Regions from separate parts of the Sus scrofa genome. Here region 2 is linked to region 1. Evidence: chromatin contacts called from public HiChIP or PLAC-seq data. All regions are on one chromosome and are shown on one strand. The core of a region is the stretch at or near the end of the contact, and the rest is flanking DNA. Distances in the headings are between cores, read along the strand shown.

The links. HiChIP or PLAC-seq counts read pairs in DNA pulled down with a chosen protein or histone mark.
Region 2: an H3K27ac HiChIP or PLAC-seq map of skeletal muscle shows a contact between it and region 1. The contact joins two enhancer-like sites. A contact is called at or near these places in 1 of 47 Hi-C or Micro-C datasets (embryonic fibroblasts) and 1 of 2 datasets of contacts at active chromatin or transcription factors (skeletal muscle).

What each region holds. Positions count from the first base shown.
Region 1 is chr14:79,860,737-79,866,721 of Sscrofa11.1, reverse strand. The region is part of intron 2 of KCNMA1 (potassium calcium-activated channel subfamily M alpha 1); the gene reads left to right. Among named protein-coding and RNA genes, the nearest start is that of KCNMA1, 240 kb to the left of the region's middle. Within about 2 kb of position 3,486, at least 10 of the 83 cell types and tissues checked have an H3K27ac peak or open chromatin away from gene starts, as enhancers often do. A contact at or near this core is called in skeletal muscle, where this site is marked.
Region 2 is chr14:80,032,902-80,038,581 of Sscrofa11.1, reverse strand. The region is part of intron 1 of KCNMA1 (potassium calcium-activated channel subfamily M alpha 1); the gene reads left to right. Among named protein-coding and RNA genes, the nearest start is that of KCNMA1, 70 kb to the left of the region's middle. Within about 2 kb of position 1,846, at least 7 of the 83 cell types and tissues checked have an H3K27ac peak or open chromatin away from gene starts, as enhancers often do. A contact at or near this core is called in skeletal muscle, where this site is marked.

The sequences.
Region 1 (5,985 bases), core at 2,237-4,736:
CACTCAGGGATTGGGAAATTAACCCATAAGCTGAATCTGGCCCTCTGCCTGTTTTGTGCGGCTCACAATCTCAGGATGGTTTTTACATTTTAAAGTAGTTTTTAGGAGTTTCCTTTATGGCTCAAGGAAAACAAATCTGACTAGTATCCATGAGGTTGCAGGTTCGATCCCTGGCCTCACTCAGTGGGTTAAGGATCGGGCGTTGCCGCGAGCTGTGGTGTAGGTCGCAGATGCGGCTTGGATCTGGTGTTGCTGTGGCGTAGGCCGGCAGCTATAGCTACGATTTGACCCCAGCCTGGGAACCTCCATATGCCTTGGGAGTGGCCCTAAAAGGACAAAAAAAAAAAAAAAAAAAAAAAAAAAAAAAAAAAAAAAAAGAGTAATTTTTGAAAAATCAAAAGACTGTTTTGTGACGTGAAAATTACCTGAAATCAAATTTCAGTATTCATAAAGTTTTATTGGGATGTAGTCACACTCTCATTTACATGTTGTATTAGCTGTTATGGCAATACACGACAATAGCAGAATTGAGTAGTATCCAGAGTCCAAAGTATGCCAATGTAAACTGGTTATTGCTTGGTCCTGAAGCAATGCATTTGTCAAGGCCCAGACCAGATCATCGAGCTCCCCTTCTGCTCTGTGACTGGCCACTCTTAAGTGGCCAACAGGACTTGTTTCCACGGCACAAGGTAATAGATAAGATGTACCATCCAGCCCGTTCTTGTAGAGACCTTCTGCATTATTTCCACAAACTCAAATAAGTGATTCGGGAGAGATGGGGATACAAAGACGAGAGCAAGGTGAGTCCCCAGTTTCCACAGCTGGCTCTGCATGGGAATGTCCCCTTCCCCAGGTCAGTGAACTGTGTCTGGGAATTCTGTGGCAGGGTTTCTTTCTGTCTCACCCTCCACTGCCTGCATCCCCCACAGTCAGTGTACCTCAGGCCCCGCCCAGCAGCCCAGTGTCTAGTCCCTTCCATGGAGGAAACCCCTAGTCCAGACGTGCAGGCCAGAGTCTCAGCCGTGCTGGCTGCCGGTCCACCGGCCCTGCGATCTGTGTGCCAGCATCTCCACCACGTTCTGTAAAGAGCAGCTGTCTGGTGTGTTGGCGCCTCTGACCTCCTGGTGAAAATGAAGGAAAGTTTCAGAAATCAATCCTCAGACAGCTCTGGAGAGAAGTGCCTCCTGGCCCGGGAGCAGTGCACTTCATCCTTGGTCCCCTGGCCTCTGGGCTCCAGTGGCAGTACTTCTGCAGCTGCTGCCTCTCTCCTCTGGGGATTCTGGGGGAGTGGGTGCCTGTTTGTTCTTCTGCCTCATCCGTCCATCTGTATACTCATCTACACCCACTCATCCGTGCGTTCAACCCACATCCCTCGGTTGGCGTTTCCGGGCACACAGAATTGAAGGCAGCACCCACTCAGAGGATATCCAATAAATAAGGCAGGACGCACAGGGCCTTCCGTGGCCTCAGTTTGCTCTGTTTTGGCTTCTGTGTCTGGGCTGGGAGATGGGAGCCCAGCCCCTTGGCTGACCCAGCATTGTCTGAACCGGGCTCCTATTTTCTTTTGCTCTCCATCTGGCTCCTAGTGTCTCTTATTGGATTGGAGCTGACAAGGAGAGGAGGCGGAGCATGAGCATCACCAGCTCCTGCCCTTCCTCTCTCTGTGGGTCGTGTATCCTTGGGAAGGGAGGCTGAGCCCCTTGGCGTGTGGGGAGGGGGGGCACGGTGGTTCGACAGCGTGGTTAAGAACCCCACCTCTGCGGTCATTCTGCTGAGTCTCAGCCCACCCCTCTCTAGGCCTCTTACCCTGGGCTAGTTGCTTCACCTTTTGGTGCCTGTTTTCTCATCTGTTCAATAAGCATAATTAATAGCAGTCTCTGCTTCTTCATGCTGTCTGGAGGACTTGATGCACCAATCTATGTAAAATGTTTAGAATAGTGCCCGTTATGTGATTGGTGCTTAATAGGCATTAGCTTTTATTACTTTTATTATTGTCATATGAGTCTATTTGACAAGTCATGGAGGAAATGTGCTGGGATGATGAAACAGAGAGGGTAGGGAGTGGAGGATTAATCCTCTCCTGTGACGGGGAGGGGAACAGTCTCAGACCCACCAAACTCAGATGTGGTTTCAGAGGGCTGAGCCAGCTCTGGGCATGGCCGTCTGAAAGGGGCCTGAAAGCACCCCAGGAACCAGGTCAGGGTGCAGCCTGCTGCAGGTTCGGTCCATGCACACAATTCTGGCCCTGGCATTTCTGAAGCTAGCCCAGGCTAGCCTGACTCATCCTTGTCAAGTTGGCCAGGAAATTCTCACTCCATAAAGCTGTCCTGAGCTGGCTGGGGACCAGAGGGCCAGTGGGCTGGCTGGGTGCTCCCTGGGAGCTGTGCATTGTCGGTGTATGTGTCACAGGAAACAGCCTGGCAGGATGACAGATGAGTCTGGTGGAAGGAGGGTCAAGTGTACTCACTGTGGTCCCCGTATCCAGTCCTCCTTGGATGTGGGGTGAGGCCAGCACAAGGCTGGTTTCAGAGGGCATGTCAGCGCCCTCTGACATAGGGCAGTGTCTTTACTGTCCATTTCAGTGGACAGCAAGCACAAATCCATCAGAAGGATGCAGGAGAGTGTGTTGAGTCACCAAAGATAAGGACACAGGTTCTCCTGTGCATGCCAGGCCTCTCCTCTGAGCCATTAACCCACTCCTGCAAACATTCTGGGAGTACCTGTGAGGTGTCAGATGAGGCACTGGACACATCTGGTTTTTCTAGTGAAATCTGCAAAGTGAAATCATCCCAAGTGTTGAAAGTGAAGTGTTAGGTTGCATTTTGCTACAGTCCTTTTGGGTTGCAAGGTTTTTGAAGCAGTTTGGTGGTAAATCAGAGCCTGTGACTTCTCCATCAGTGTTTGGACAGGTCTCGGAGCCCAGTTCTTCTAATCCCGATCTCACATCCCGTGTCTTCCTGCTGCTGGACGCAAGGGGCCTAAACAAATGCATTTATATGACCAGTGTTGCCCTACCTCCCTCCGTTTTTCCTTCCTCTTTACCTCTCTCCTTTCCTTTCCCCTCCCCTCCCCTCTCCTCCTCCTCCTCCCTCCTCCCCTCCTTCTCTCCTTTCCTTTTCTCCCTTCCTCCCGGCCAATAAAAGCTGCCCCCCCCCCAACTCCCGGGCTTTGTGGGAAACAGAACATCTGTATTTGGAGCCCATCATCCTGGGCTGTGGGACAGGGGTCTCACCTAGCTTATCCCCCAGGGCCTTTGGGGACTGCTGATGGTTTGGCAGCCCCCTATTAGCCAGAAAAATAGCCTGGTGGACTGAGACTCTTTTTGGAGCCTCCATTTCAGCTGCGAGGAAGTTTGTTTAGCAGAGAGACTCAAAAATAGAGAGGATGATGAGAACAGAATCGCCAGCCATTGGTCGGTGCCAGGGAGCACGTGCCTGGAAAGGCACCCTGGGGACCACACGCGAGCTGATGCTTCCAAGTTTCGTGTACTTGGCTATGTTTAGGAGGAGGCAGACTGACTCGTGCCTCCAAGCCCCACACCTCCCAAAGTGGTGCATTAAGAGCCCCATTTTTAGGGTCTGGGTCCAGAATGAGGCTTTTTCCAGAAAAACAACTCCTTCAGATGAATATCAACAACAGAAATCTGCCATTTGCCCTAAAATTTTTTTTTTATTGCTGAAAACATTCCCTCGTGTTTGAGTAGTGAGGGAACTAGGGCAGGACAGTGCTCCTCAGTCTGAAGGAAATTAGGGCACTTGAAAACTCAATTAAATGCACCCAGGCCTCTTAAGTACCAGGGCTGTCTTTTTGCTCATTTAGTTAATTGTGGTTCATCAAATTGACCCGGTGCTGACACGGAAGGTAGCTTGGAGCTGGGGAGCCAGGGGCCCATTGGAATGGAAGTGTGATTCCTGGTACACAAGCCTCTGGAAATGCAGACCTTTCCCGAGGACATCCAGGTGACCCGTAAGCTGTACCTGTACTGTGCCTCCTCTCTGGGCAAGCAGACCTCTGGGCCTTCCTTGTTGGCTGGAGGTGGGTTAATCCAGAAAGTAAATGGACTGGGTGTACTGGTTTCTTGCACCTGTGGAGAAGCCAGGATCCAGTTCCTTAGTCTGAAAGGTTGAGAAACCATCACCTTCGGAGTGTGCTTTAGTGAAGAGGCTGAATTTTGACCTTTCCCCAGTTTTTTTTTTTTTTTTTTCTTTTCTTTTTGGCATTTTATTTTCTTTTACTCCTTGGTGGCTGTTGGTGGAGCAGCTGTCCTGAGGGAAACAGGGAGCAGCGTGTTGAAGGAGAGAGAGGAAGACAAGGCCTTGTTCCCACACCACCCTCCCTCAAATCCGGGCTTCGCTTACACTAAAAATAGCTTGAAACAGGCTGAATCACAAAACGGTGGCATTTCAGAGGGCACAGGCTGCTGGCTCTCTGGCTGCCACACGAGCCTGCTGGGTGTATTGGCCTCTGAGCCTCAATGTGCACAGGAAGGCGTGGGGTGGAGTCCTGTTGGGAGGGGTCCAGACCTTCCTCCTCTGTGTCAGGCTAGATCTGTCTGGAGTTAGCTCTGTCAGCTGGGCACTCACAGAGCCTCCTGCCTGGGCTTATGCCCCAGGGGGACAGATAACTTATTGCAGAAGAGATCTGCCATGTCCAGGAGCCCATTACCCACCCCAGGCACCTGCGTGGCCTCCTGGAGAAGCTTCTATGAGCCAGGAGGTAGGCAACTTGGTTGCTTGGCCACCTTTGACCTCTTCAGGAAAAAAGCTTAGATCAGAGAGCAGGCAAACAGCTTACTCACCTAGCCTTGTGCAGTGTGTCGATCTGGGCCTTGGGGATATAAGAATAGAGGTGACAGAAGTTCCCACTGTGGCTTAGTGGGTTAATGGTCTGCTGTTGCCGCAGCTGTGGTGTAGGTTGAAGCTGCGGCTCAGATGTGATCCCTGGCCCAGGGACTTCCATGTGCCACAGTTGTGGCGGAAAAAGAGGTAACAATCACGTCCTCTCATCTGAGGAACTGTGATCAGTGGAAAACTGGGTTCTTAATACAGGCTCTGCCATAACCTCTCCAGTGACCTCGGACACGATAAATCCCTTTCAAGGTCTTGGTGTCTCTGTGGATAATTGAGGGAGTAGCAATGGTTTGTTCTCTTGCAGCCCCAAATGTTTCTTTGTTTTCTCATTCCCTTTGCTGTCCTTCAGTCAGCAAAGGAAGGAGGAGTTTACCTTAGACCTGTTGTGCAATTGGCAATGTGCTAGGCACCAGCAGACCTGCAGAAGGAGACAGAGCAGTCCTTTCTCAGCTGCAGGAGTGACTGGAGAGATGCAGGAAATAGTCAAGGAGTGTGCCTGCCTGGCGATCCCCTGGCTTTGCATTTCATTTAAAACAGAAACAAAGTCTCCCTGTGTCATCAGGCCTCTGCCTCTCGCTCATCTCCTACAAGTCTTTTCCTTCTGACTCCTTTCCAGGTGCAGAGAAAGGAAGCATCTGGCAGAAGGAGCAGGGCCTATGGGCAGGAGGAAGGATGCCTTAGGAGGAGGGACCACATCCCAAGCTCACATCTTTGGTCGTCCCTGGAGAAGTTGGTTTCTTTGAAACTACTTTAGTCCTGGGTGCCCCTCCTTGAGCCATAGCCCAATGCTCGAAAACCTCTGGGGGGGATCACATTCTGACTAGGGAACCCCACTGGCACCAAAATTGACTTGAGCTTTCTTTCCACTTGAGCAGCCTCTGCCTCGGGAGACAGTGGGTGAGATACAGCCCCTGTCCTTTGCTGTTTGTGTTGCTTTGACAGAACTGCTGCTGAAGCAAGTCACCGAGTTCCTGAAAGTCTGTTCCTCTTCTGGGCAAGAAGCAGCCCTGTCTCTTTGTACCTGTAAACATTTCAAAAGAGGCACATTTATTTGAAGTAATGGCCAGCAGAGGCACCCAGGAGGGGCTGAGGAGTGACAAAAATTGCTTTTTATTTTGGGATCAAGGTAACTAAT
Region 2 (5,680 bases), core at 597-3,096, 170 kb before region 1:
GCTCATGGCAATGCCAGATCCTTAACCCACTGAGGGAGGCCAGGGATCGAACCCGCAACCTTATGGTTCCTAGTTGGATTTGTTAACCACTGAACCGCAACGGGAACTCCTCTTTCCCCCTTATCTCCTTTTTCTTCTCTTTCTGATTGGCAGAGGAATACAGGAATATTTATATAATTTTTTTTTTCTGGGAAATGAGTATAGGGAGAATTTGGGGTTAGGTCTCATCTGGGCTTGCTTGGACCCAGGACAATGCTTGGCACACAGTAAGATTTTCAAAGCTGTCAAATGGGGTTGTCCTGGGCCTTGGAAAAGCTGCTGGATCTTCCCTGGTAGGAGTCCAAGTCATGACAAAGGAATTCTACCCAGGAAAGGCAGCAACAGTGAACCTGAGCAGCACTGGTTCTGGGAGGAAATGGCAGGTCCCCCCTCCCCAGTGACATGGGCCCAGCCCAACCTTGGAACTCGGCATGGTCAGGCCTGTGGATGATGTCACCTGCCTTCTGTGGGACAGCTGCAGCCAGCAGCAGGACACTCCAGAAATGCCAGCTGTAACTGGAAACTTAATTCTCAAATGCTTCCTATAGCATTCATGCGTGGCGAAAAATGCTTCTGCTGTGGGGCTTTTCAGGGGCTGCCCTGAATACTGGAGGACGTGAAGCCCCCATCTTCCCTGGGACAGGGCTTCTGGGGGTGGGATGCACGAACATTACCCAGGGGGCTTCAGCTTTGTGTCTGTGGGATTCCACTTCAACAAGCCTTCAGAACCCATGGGACCATTCGTAGGTAATACTTTTCAAGGCTTTTTTTTTTTTTTTTTTTTTTTTTTTTGCTATTCCATAAAAAAAAATATTTCCTTACTTATCTGCCTCTGCTGCCTAATCTTCTCTGGGCAGCAGGTGAACATAAGAGAAACAACACAAGAGAGGAAACAGACTTTAGAGAAGAGACTATTTTGTGGAGACACAGCAGCAGCCTTGCTCTATATGAGAAGGTCCGAAGTGGGGATGAGGCATCAGCTAGTTCTGTGTGTCCCCTGAGAAGAGAATGAGGGCTGGGAGGAGACCATGTCATCTTGAGATTCCAGTGGGGTTGGGGGCTCACATCTTCGCAGTTGCTGTGGCATAGCTGTGGTGCAGGGGACTTGCTCATAGCCCTCAGGTGTTAGAGTTTAGGTTCCAGCAGATGACTGTTAGCACGGTACCCCGAGAGTCACCTGTTACTGGCCCCGTGTCAGTCAAGCCCATTGCTAAATGCTCAACCAGTCAGCTCATGTCATTCTCACCACTGTTCCGCTGGGTGGGAATGCTGATGGTTTAACATCACTTTATAGGTGGGGGGAGATTGACTCACAAAGTGTCCAGTGACCCAAGTGTACAGATTGGTAAGGGGGGTGCTGAATGGCACCAAGGTTTTGTGACATCTGAGCCCCCACCCCCAGCCCTTAGCCACCAGGATTTACTTACCTGCATGGTTTTAGTGTTTCTTGAACCCACTGGCCCCTCTTCCACACTTTTTTTTTTACCTTCTTTTTATTGTAGTCTTCACTGTCACATTAACCTATTAGCTTATTTAATTGTTGGGAAGATAACACTTTGGGAAAACGTGCTCAGCAGGGAGATCTGTCCCTGCCTCCTCAGTGTTGATGTCCTTTAAGGGAGAGCCCACTGTGGGACTTGTCATCTAAAAATGGACTGGCTCAGCACTGCAGGGATTCAGGGGGGAGGAGACCACGTGCAGGAAGCTGGTGCCGCGGGTAGGGCAGGAGAACTAGAGGACATCTGAGGTCCTGTCCAGTGAGGATAGTCACTGAGTGTGGCCCTCGATGGAGTCCCACTGTTGTAGCGACAGAGCTGCCAGAAGCGTGACTCGTCTGGGGAGGTGGTGGCATCCTGGCCCCTCTCGCCACCTGCCTGAGTTACTGCCGTTGCCTCCTGGCTGCTCTGCCGGGTTTGCTTCACCCCCTTCCCTGGGCCGCCCTGTGCACAGCTGCCAAATTAGTCTCCGAATGCTGATTTCATGATGTCACTCTGAACTCCCTCCCCTCCCCTCTGTGCTCAGAAGCCACAACTCCCCTGATCCAAAAATCAAGGCCTTGCCTTTTCAACCTCCCCTTCCTCCTCTGTCCCCCGCAAACCCCACTCCGGCCTCGTCTACAGCATGCCCTGAGCAAGCCCTCACAGCATCCTTGCTCTTCTCTGGGGTTCCCTCCTCCTTCCCCAGGCATCCAAGTTCCTGTTCATTTGTTCTTTCACTCACTCAACTCTCCTGTGGTATGAGGTGGCGTGGTGCCAGGAAGAGGCTGGGAAAAGAGAGACATACAAGACTGCTCTCCTGCCCTTGAAGAGCTCTTGGTCTAGGGTCGGGGCATGTATGAAGGCGCCTTTGATCACTGTGGTAAGAGCTATTCCAGGCTGTACACAAAGCCTTCTCTTCCAGGAAGCCTTCACTGATTGGTCTGGCACAGTGAGCTTGTCCTTATTGGAGCACTAGGGATCCTAGTCTCTGTTGTTTGTCAGTGCCTTGTTTTGTGCCCTGAAGAATTCACTTTCTCTTATTGCCAGTACGTCTTGGACTTGATCTTAAAGGAAGAGACCACATTGTGCTGCGCACCATGTGCCTATTAAGAGGAGTGTGTGTGTGTTTATACTGGGATTCAATTACGAAGCACTTTCAAATTTGTGATACCTCCTGATTCTCATAATAACTGTATGTGGAAGGCAGGACGGATGTGATCAGCCTGGGTGTGCAGCATGGTAAGCTACTTGCTCACAGGCACACAGCTCATAAGTGGCAGAGCCAGGACAAAGGCCTGGGGTCTTAGCAGATATGTGCCACACAGCCCCACAAAGGATGGATGGATGGAGGGAGGGAGGGAGGGAGGGAGTGGACTCTCCCCTGGGCCTGCAGTGGGGTGTGGTTAGGGTAGGATGAGAGAGGGGAAAGGAGAGTTTTGCAGCTGAAATCCACGGCATCCATTAAGGAGTAGGGAGGTATGTGGGGTGAGTGGGGCTGGTCAGAGAAAGGGTGTTCTCCTAATTCTTAACCAGGCACTCCACTTTTTCTCTTTCACCATGGAGACTGAGAATAGCTGATAGAGCTGGAGTAGAAGGATTAGAAGGCTAGGGGGTGGGACTAAGTTTGGATTGGATGGGTGAGCAAAGAGCCGGTGAGCAAGGCCTGGGGACAGAGGCAGTCAGGGGACCTGTTGCCTTTCCCTGGAGTTGGATGAGTCCTTGGGTTTCCTTAGCACCCAAGGAGGAGGAAAAGCTTCAGGCCCAACCACCCAGCTTAAAATTTTCAGAATTCTGAGACTTCCCATTGGGGCTCAGTGATTAACTCAACTAGTATCCATGAGGATGCGAATTCAATCCTTGGCCTTGCTCAGTGGGTTAAGGATCCAGTGTTGGATGAGCTGTGGTGTAGGTTGCAGACACAGCTCAGAATCCATGTGGTGTAGGCCGGCATCTGCAGCTCCGTTGTGACCCCTAACCTGGGAACTTGCATATGCTGTGGGTGTGGCCCTAAAAAACAAAGCAGACAAACAAAAAATTCAGAATTCCATGCTGTTCTTTGTGGAACTGGAGATAGGTGTATAGAAAATGGAATCCCAGCTCCTTCTCACCTTGGCTATTGACTTTTGATTTTGCAGTTAGATCAGAGGTGCTGCGGCTGTGAACACTAGCTAGTTGGGATGCTTGGGCTTTTGAAGCTCAGCTGTTTGAGCTACCTACGTGTTAAAAAAAAAATTCTTACCTCGCTTTAACAAGAACAAAGTGTGTTTCTTTAGCCTAGGCTTGAATCAAAAATAGTTGAATTTTTTTTTTCTTTTTTTGCTCAAGTTTAAAAATAAAAAAGTCACCTCTGGGCTGAGATCAAGAATGGAAATTTTCAGTGCATAGGAGTAATTTTTTTTCCATCTGTTCTGGCAAGGGATGATAAGGCATTTTAATGGAAGGCTATGTGTAAACGTCAATTGTGAGTCCTGCTCTGTTACTGTTTTGCAGTGTCTGCTTGGTTAAGCTGTCTTCAACGAAAGCCCCCTCCCTTCCTCCCGCTACAACTGACTTTCAGAGTGTAGCGGAGACATGCGTAATTGAATATATAAGCAACTAATTGGAACAGGTAAAGGAGGTGGTGATTAAAATTAATAGAAACTTCAGCTTCTACAAAGGTGGTTTTACCCCATCAAGTGGAGGTTGGTACCCTAAAAGATGTGTGACTAAAAGCTTTAGATTGGGTAGTGACAAGTGTCTCATGTTAACTGCTAGGTCCAGGGAGTTGGCACTGGCAAGTGAGAATAAGGATGGGGACATTTCTGAGTTTTCATTATAAAAAAAAAAAACCAAAACCTGGATAGTCCATGCCTACTGTGATTAATTTTGTAGCGTATTACACTTAAAGCTTTGTTTGCTTGAAAGGCTGTTTCTACAGTTCATATTAATAAGGTATGAAGAAACTCTTTTATGTATGTCAACTTTACCGTTCGTGACATCTCCTGAGGAAGTAGACTTTTGTGCAACAGACTGCCTTGGATGTTAATTCTAAATTTAGAAGCCTCCTCCAATGGATGCTGAAATCAGTCACACAAAATTCAGGTGCTTATTTAAAAAATCTGAATACCCAGGAGGCTGGCACAGTCTCCGGTGGAAACTTGGGCAGCTGAGCCTCTTAGGATCTCAGGATTGTGAGGGTGTGGCATATCAGCTGTGGACCAGACTCTAGACATACACATCAACACATACTAACTTTGCAGAATCGGCACAGATGGAGAAAAGACAGATCAAGATGGGCAGACCGTGAAAGCACCACTGCAGACCTTCTGGGTTTTCATCTAAACTGTCACTCAACTGGTGTGGGACCTGGGGCGTGATGATTCACACAGCAGCCTTGGTTTCCTCATCCGTACAATGAGGGCATTGGCTTTGGTGTCCTTTCTAGATCCCCAACTCTGTAATTAAGCCCAAACTCAAAAGATTCAAGTCAGAGCTTTAGTTTGTTCTTTTCTGGGCTGTTTGTAGTGGTAAAAATGGATAACCCATTAAGAATTCCTGGAGTTCCCTGGTGGCCTAGGACTCAGCATTGTCACTGCTGTGGCTTGGGTTACTGATGTGGCTTTGGTTTGATCCCTGGCCTGGGAACTTCCACAAGCTCAGCCAACATCTGCCGCCCCCCCAAAAAACCCCAAAACAAAAACTCTCCTTTGGGTTAAAAATAGCCATAGCCCTAAGCTCTGTGAATGCCTTCATCCCTCTGGCTCCTTCTGACTGCCTGTAGACTTACCCATAGAGCAGACACTATAGGCTCAAGGTCTGGCACTGCAGGGGGTCTTCAGCCTAGGCTTGTGTCCACCCTGATTGTCGTGGCCTTGCCTCACCCAGTGTTAAGTGTGTTGACCATCCCCCTGGTTTACAAGTACAGTCTCTGGGTGGACTCAGCACAAAAGGATTGGACGTTTCTGGGTCTTTGTTTCTGCACCTGAACATGGAGCCAACCACAAGCAGTAGAGTGGAGGGAGTTGGGAGGGTGGGTTCTGAGGTGGGACCATCTGGGGTTCACATCTTGGCCTCACCACCTATTAGCTGTGTGACCTGGGGCAAGTCATATAACCTTTCTTACCTCCATTCACAGACAAAGGGTGAGACAGGCAGGTTGGCTCAAGAGCTCTAGTTCCTTTACT